2 separate regions of the Ovis aries genome follow, and region 1 is linked to region 2. A link is a contact called in public Hi-C data. All regions are on one chromosome and are shown on one strand. Each heading gives the region's core, a stretch centred on a gene start, on an enhancer-like site or on the middle of the called end of the contact. The rest is flanking DNA. Distances are from core to core; before and after follow the strand shown. Region 1 holds the start of ACTN1 (actinin alpha 1). Region 2 overlaps ACTN1 (actinin alpha 1).

Region 1 (3,399 bases), core at 643-3,142, 66 kb before region 2:
TTCCTTCTGCCTGGAATAATCTCCCACTCTCCTCTTTGGCTGACTCTTGTTCTTTAAGGCTCATTTGAATTCCCCTTCCTCCAAAAAGTGATACCTGGAGCTTCCTTCCCTATGCTGGTCTCAAAGGTCATCCTCTCTACACCGCCCCCACCTCCCCGCCGCCCCCTACAGTGCCCTGGCTGGGGAAGTATCTATCTCGTTGAAGTATATTTTTGTTTCTGTGTGTCTCTGCTGACTGCCAGGGACAAGGACTGTCTTTTTTCACCCCTAGATACATAACATCTAGCACATCCCCTGACACACGGATGCGGCGCCACAAATATTTATTGAGAGAATGAATGGCTGCAGCACCATCATTACCCTCGATATCAGGTTTAGAACCATAGTTTAGAAGTGGATATAAAATAGTCTGTAAATCTGCTGTCTCCGTGGCTCAGAAGCAGTGCTTCCTCAGCCGGGGACGTGCAGAGGGCACAGTGCTGACCGGTGGCACTTGTATAAATGTGCGAGATTGACTAGTGGAGCGGGGAGTGACCCATCACCCATACCTGCTTACGACAGCAGCAGCTGGCTCTCCTGGGAGTCACCGGCACTTTTTTCCACTTTCCCATCTGTTGGCCTTTCAGGTAACCTAATTCATGGCCCTTTCTAACTCCTTCAGTCACCTCTAAACTGACAGTTGTTTTCACAGTAAACCCAGCCATCCTTCAGGGGCATACATGGATTAAGCACTACTCTGTGCAGACGCTACTGGAGGCCTCTGGCTCCTGTTCTTGAGTCCCGGAGGTCTCAGAGGAGCCCAACAGGGTGTGAGCCCACTGGGGAGATCCGCCTCTTACTAGGACAGGCGTAGAGCAGGCAGGCTCCGCGAGCTTAAAGGTGTTTCTTCGGTCTTGCCCTCCTTCCTCGAATAACAATAAGGCTTTGTTTGTCAGGCACAAGGTTACAGGGTTGGCTTGTGGAGCTCTGAGAACCCGATAAGTCCCCCTTTTAAGCTCATCTTTGGGAAATTCAGTTTCTCCGTCGGGTCAGGGGTGTGTGTTGAGGGGGCGTGGAGTGGGTAGATCGCTCAGAGCTATCAGGGTGCTGCCCAGGTGTGTATAAGGATAGCTCGGCCCTGCCAGCCCGCGGGGAACCAGCAGCGGAACCCGGGAAGCTGGGCAACTTAGACCCTGAGCCCAAGGGAGGGCGGCAAAGGAACCCGCGGCGAGGCGGGAAAGCTGTGCGGCTTCGGAGCGCCGAGGGCTGGCCAGAAACCTGGCTCCGGCAGGGCAGGGGTCCGCAGGGTCGCGCCGCGCGGGGCGGGGCCGGGGCGGAATCAGGAAATTCCCAGGAAATTCCTTTCCATCCCGGCACTCCCCGCCCCCCTTCCCCGGGTGCCGACGTCTCCGGACCCTGGGAAACAGAAAATGAAATGCTTTTCGGGTTTCCTTGCGTCGGTCCCCCAGCCTCTGGCAGTTGTGGGCTTTGGAGCGCGTGGGAGCGCAGGACGCCGCAGCGACGGAGTACCGGGCCTTCCTGCGGGCTGGGAGCGTGTCCAATGCCCCGGCGGTTCCTCCTGGGGCTCCCGAGCGGCGGCCGCTCGGTCCCCGAGCTCGGGGAGGCGTCCCCCGGCTTCGGTCCCGTTCAGCTTAAGCTGGTGTCACATGAGCCGCGCGGGGGAGTGGGAACCAGGGGAGTAGGCGGGGGCGTGCGCGCCGGGAGGGGCCGCCCAGTCCACCTATATGCGCCGCGGCCCGGCTGACGGATGCCAGGAATTCCCAATGAGAGGCGAAGGGGGGAAGTTTGGGCAACTCGGCCTGGCCAATGGAGAGCCTCCGGAGGGGCAGAGCCCCTGCCCCTCGCCCCCGCCCGCCTCTGAGCCCGCAGCGCTAGTGTGTCCGCCTCGCTCAGTGTGCGTGGAGATTAGGTCTGAGCGCCGGCGCGAGGTAGGCAGTCCGCGAGCTCCAGCCGCTGCCGCCGCCGCCTCCAGCAGCCCGCCTTCGCCCGCAGCGCCGCGGCGGAACCGGGCGCAGGGGAGCTAGCCCGGCCCCGCCAGCCCAGCCCAGCCCAGCCCTAGCCCCAGCCCAGATCGTCCCGACTCCCTCCCCACACCGGGGCAGCAAGCCGCAGCCGCCGCCGCCCGAAGAGAAGGTGGAGGAAGAAACCAGCCCCTAGCACGCGCGCATCATCCATCATGGACCATTATGATTCCCAGCAAACCAATGACTACATGCAGCCCGAAGAGGACTGGGATCGAGACCTGCTCCTGGACCCAGCGTGGGAGAAGCAGCAGAGAAAGGTTAGCGACCTCCCCGGCCCGTCGCACCCCCTCGCCCGGGGCAGCTCGGCTCGCGGGGCTCTGGGGTTCTGGGCGCGCACGAGCGGGGGCGGGGGATGCGCGGCCGCAGCGAGGTGGGGTGTTGGGTTACAGGCGCGGGGCGGAAGGGGGAGCGCCCCGGCCCCAGAGCCCGCGAACGCCGAGGCTGAGCGCTGGGAGGTGGGGCCGCCCGCGGGCAGGTCGCCTTGGGGCGGGCTACCCAGGCCGCCCGGCTGCAGTCGCTGCGGCCCCGCGAGGGCAAGGCGCGGGGGCGGTGCTCCGGAGGCTGGGGCTGAGCCCCGGGCTCGGTGGCAGTTAGCTCCGGATCGATTTTCCCTTTCCTTCCCCGCCCCTTGACCGCCTTTCCATATGGCGTGCGGTGGCAGCGCGCTTCCTGGGTCGCCTTGGTACCTGAAGGGGACAAGCTGCCTGGGGTCCTCCCAGCCTCAACCCGCCGGCCGAAGGGGCAGCGGGCATGGTGGGATTGGCACCCCCCCTCCGGGTCTGTGTGGAGGTGGACCTGCCGGAGTGGGGTTAGGGCCGAGAGAACCCGGGGTCAAAGCGGGCTCCCCAACGGGCCCTGTGGAGGCGGGGTCAGGGCGGCAAACCGTTTTATTGCTTAACTCCGTGCTTGGTAACTGCGAACCGAGATGAGCTTGCGTCTGCGTCCTGCCTCTCCGATCCCCGCTCATTCCTGGCAGATGGCAAATTTGGGCAACTTGATCTGAGTTGAGGGGCTCGGTAGGGCAAGGCATTGTCTCTGGGGATATTTGGGGTCAGTCCTTGGGGTTCCATGCTTAGCCACCGAGGCGCGTCCCAGGCCGCGTGCCGGGTGCGCGCTCTCCCACGGGCGCTGGGCTCAAAGCTGGCGAGGGGACCCGGGCACAGTGGCCGGTGGCAGGAAGAGGTCGGAAACCACTCTTGTTGGGGGGAGGGAGCCCCAACCGTGCCTTTGCTTCCTGCCTGCGCGGTGAGCTCTTGCCCCAGGCAGCCACGTACCCTGAACACCCTTTTTCCCCCTCCCCCGCTGCCCGCTCCCATCCGGTCCCTTCTTAACCCCCACCCCCACCTCCACCCCTCCGCTGATCTGGGAATGAGGT
Region 2 (3,544 bases), core at 912-3,411:
GAATTTTACTCTCAAAAAGTTGAGCGACTTCAAGATGCCTTGCTCCCTGTTGACAAATTATTTCCCCAAAAGGTGTTTCTTTAAAACGAATTTATACTTCTAGCCACAGGGTGATAGCCACACGGCTCTCTATCCTTAGATTGATGCCATCGTCACCGTCATCATGTGTATTTGCTTGTTTTTAACTTTGTTCATTTAATAGCTGGGAAAATGGTATATCTCTAATTACAAGTGAGTTTGACATTCTTGTAAGTTGGTTGTTTGTATTTCGTGTTTTGTAAAGTGTCTGTTCATGTTTTTTGCCAACTCCTGTATTATGAATTTAGACTTTTTTATCTTACCAATTTATATAAGCACTTTGAATGTTACAGATGCAAAACTGTTGGGAGTCACAAGTGAAAGAGCATTTTAAACATAGCAAACCTTTAGGAGGGGCTTCCCCAGCAGTCCTGGGGTTAAGACTTCATGCTTCCACTGCAGGGAGGCCTGATCAGGGAACTAAGATCCTGCGTTCCATGAGATGTGGCCAAGAAATAAAATAACAAATAACTTTTAGGAACTGATTCTTGACTGATTGACTCCACTTCCCCCTCAGCATGCTCTGCAGAGTGTGTGCCAGCTGTCTTAGTTGTTGAGGAGGATGGTTGTATGTTGGCCGCAGCTCCCTGTCTCTCTAACCGAGTTTCTCAGACTTGGGTCACTGCTCTGCTGATGCCTAGAGTTCTGGGCCCCCCTCTCAGCAGGAAGAATCACATCCTGTCCCATGCCCAAAGTGGCCACTGTTCTTTCTTTGCTGAGAACCCTGGTGCAGGCTCAGCAGCGTTACCCCCATGCGGCCCCTGCAGCGGCTGTGGGCCAGGCTTCACTGCCCAGCACCTACGCCTTGCCGATCACAGAGCAGCATGCAGTTTCGCCCTCTCTTTTGTGGAAGGGGATGAGACATTAGAGTTAATTTCCTTACAGGAATCCACTGTTTGTTTAAAAGGTTTGTGGGAAGCAAACCCAAGTGGACATTGGCTCAGGGGATCAAGGGGTCCTTGGACATTGTCTCTTCTCATGGTCTTGTTGGGTGTCCCCCAAATCTACTGTTGTCAGGAGGGAAAAATGAGATATTCTTTTGATGCGAGAGTCTTAACTGAGAGTAGCTCACCACGGGGCCAGGTTACCGTCTCCTGGCCTGGGAGTAGGAAAGGTAAGGAGTCTGTGTTCATTATCTGCTCAGTCTCCAAGCCTGTAAATGACTACATCTTTTAGGATCCTTAAAGACAGGGCTTATTTATCTTTGTATGTCCTGCTTCTAAGCCTGGGACAAAAAAAAAGCTTCATAGAATTTACAGCATTTTTTAAAAAACCTAGAAGGTGCTGCTTAGACTGAATTTAGTGGATTATCTCTTAATTTTTATCTTGAAGCTGCTGTTTGTTTGTTTGTTTTTATGAAAAAAAATATGGCATCATGAATTTGATTTGTGAGTTAGTGGATCCTTCTGGTAGCAGTTTATAAACCTTTGTCAGGTTGGTTAACTTCTGTTGCCTGCACTGACTTCCCGGGTGGGTGGATGGCTGTTCTGAGAGCTGTGCTTGCCCAGAGGTCCTCTGCTCTGGAGGTGCCAGGACATTTGCGATGGCGTAGAAGTCCTTTCCCTCTTCTCTGTTAGGCTTGTGGACACTGCCCAGGTTTGAGATGCCCCCTTCTCTGTTAGGCTTGTGGACACTGCCCAGGTTTAAGATGCCCCCTTCTCTGTTGCCTTTCCTGTTGTACCCAGCTGAACTGACCACACTCTCCTGGTTCCCCAAGACACCCCCGAATAGACTTCCCTCGTGGCACCTGCAGCATGCAATTGTGCTGGCTTTTCGACTTCCCTCTAGAAGTGGAGTGTGTGGCCTTTGACTTCCTAAGTGGTGCACAGAGTAACATGAGCACTCAGGAAATGTGACCTCTGTCCCTGCTGAGACTCATCCTAACGTGTCCTGCTGCTGTTTCTGTAGAAATCGTGGATGGGAATGTGAAAATGACGCTGGGCATGATCTGGACCATCATCCTCCGCTTTGCCATCCAGGACATCTCCGTGGAAGGTAGGCCTTCTGCTCTGCTCCGAGCTGTCCCCGGGCGTCCACGTCTCCCATGCCTTCACCGTCACGCCTTCCTCCCTGACCCATGGGGCAGGAGGTCCTTCATCACAAGCTGCATCCTGGGCTGCTTACCCATCAATGGCGTCCTTGCTCTCTCCTAGTCTACAGACAAGTAAAAGGTGGCGTGCCGGCCCCTATAGCTGCGTTGGCCCCCTCACTTTGAGAAAGCCCAAGATGGCTGTGGGGAGGTGTATTGGAACCACTGCTCTGGGGTTGTTAAATCCCAGAGTAGGGGTGTAGCAATCAGGAGAGAGCCAGGAGACAGGGCCTCCACTTTGCTCCCATAGCACCCCCTGGTGGCCACCTTGCACGTCTGCAAGGGGCCGCCATGGTCTGGGGCCGTGGTCTCTCTAAACTTTTGGTTTCACACTCCCGCAGTTTTTGACCTTTATGTCTGATAGGTGTGTATTTATTTTTCAGTAAATTATATTCATGTATGTCTATATCCTGGAGGAGGAAAGAGCAACCCAATCCGGTATTCTTGCCTGGGTAAATTCCCGAGTACAGCGGGGTCGCAAGAGTCAAACATGACTTAGCGCCTAAACCACCACCACCACCATTGCTATTTCAAACACATCAAACCAAATTTTTAAAAGATGAGATGGAAATATTTTTAAAATACATTTTAATGGCCTAGAAATTAATTTTTAATGACAACAGTGTGGATTAAATTGCTTTGTTATGGGAATCTTGGTTTGACACTTAGTGATACAGCAATGTGAAAGTCTTACGTTTGGTTTATAGATACCTGGTATTTAGGGCTGAAGCGACTAAATAGATACCCACAGTAGTTGCTTAGGGTTCTTGTTAGTGATAATAGATATAAATCTGGTTTTCAAATAGCTTTCTTGATGAGTTTATTCTTTTGGGTAGACTTCTTGTCAGCTCTGAGTAAATTGTTGTTTTTATCTTGTAACTGAAAAGAGCTTGAACTAAAAGCGGAAGCATTAGTTTGAAGATTTTTTTTTAATCATTTTCTTGTGCTTGAATTACTATATTCTCTCGTTTAGCGTCGTTTTAAAGTCCATTTTGTGAACTGAAACCCACTTCACTGAGTACTGTGAGCTGCTTTTCACAGATGTGAACACACAGGGGCAGTGTGGTTCGTGGTCCTCCTGGGCCAGCAGCTCCTGGGGCCCCCTCGGATGCCTGCCTCACTTACTGACACCCGTGTGCTTTACACAGAAGCAGTGTCCATGCGTTAAAGATGAGGAGACCTTGTTTTTTCTTTTTAGATGAACACTAAATGTGACTAGGTGTCCTAATGCTTTCTTCTTACATGACTGTGTGCAATCCACAGGGCACACGGGCCCTCCCTGTCTGAAGAGTCCTGGATTTCAGATTTCACAGACCAATCAACCCTTCCTCCCCAAAGTGGCTGCCCGACAGAGGTTGCCGACTTAATTTTGTGTGG

What was found. Hi-C and Micro-C count contacts between places; a contact is called where the count stands out from the background.
Region 1: a Hi-C map of muscle shows a contact between it and region 2, with 2.8 times the contacts expected there. The contact joins the promoter of ACTN1 here to the enhancer-like site in region 2. A contact is called at or near these places in 7 of 16 Hi-C or Micro-C datasets (blood, hypothalamus, liver and 4 more).

What each region holds. Positions count from the first base shown.
Region 1 is chr7:78,848,614-78,852,012 of ARS-UI_Ramb_v3.0, reverse strand. ACTN1 (actinin alpha 1) reads left to right here and starts at 1,892. Exons shown (of 22, transcript XM_027971947.2): 1 at 1,892-2,281. The coding sequence starts at 2,177.
Region 2 is chr7:78,783,113-78,786,656 of ARS-UI_Ramb_v3.0, reverse strand. ACTN1 (actinin alpha 1) reads left to right here. Exons shown (of 22, transcript XM_027971947.2): 4 at 1,987-2,073. Among named protein-coding and RNA genes, the nearest start is that of TRNAG-CCC, 14 kb to the left of the region's middle. Within about 2 kb of position 2,161, at least 4 of the 54 cell types and tissues checked have an H3K27ac peak or open chromatin away from gene starts, as enhancers often do.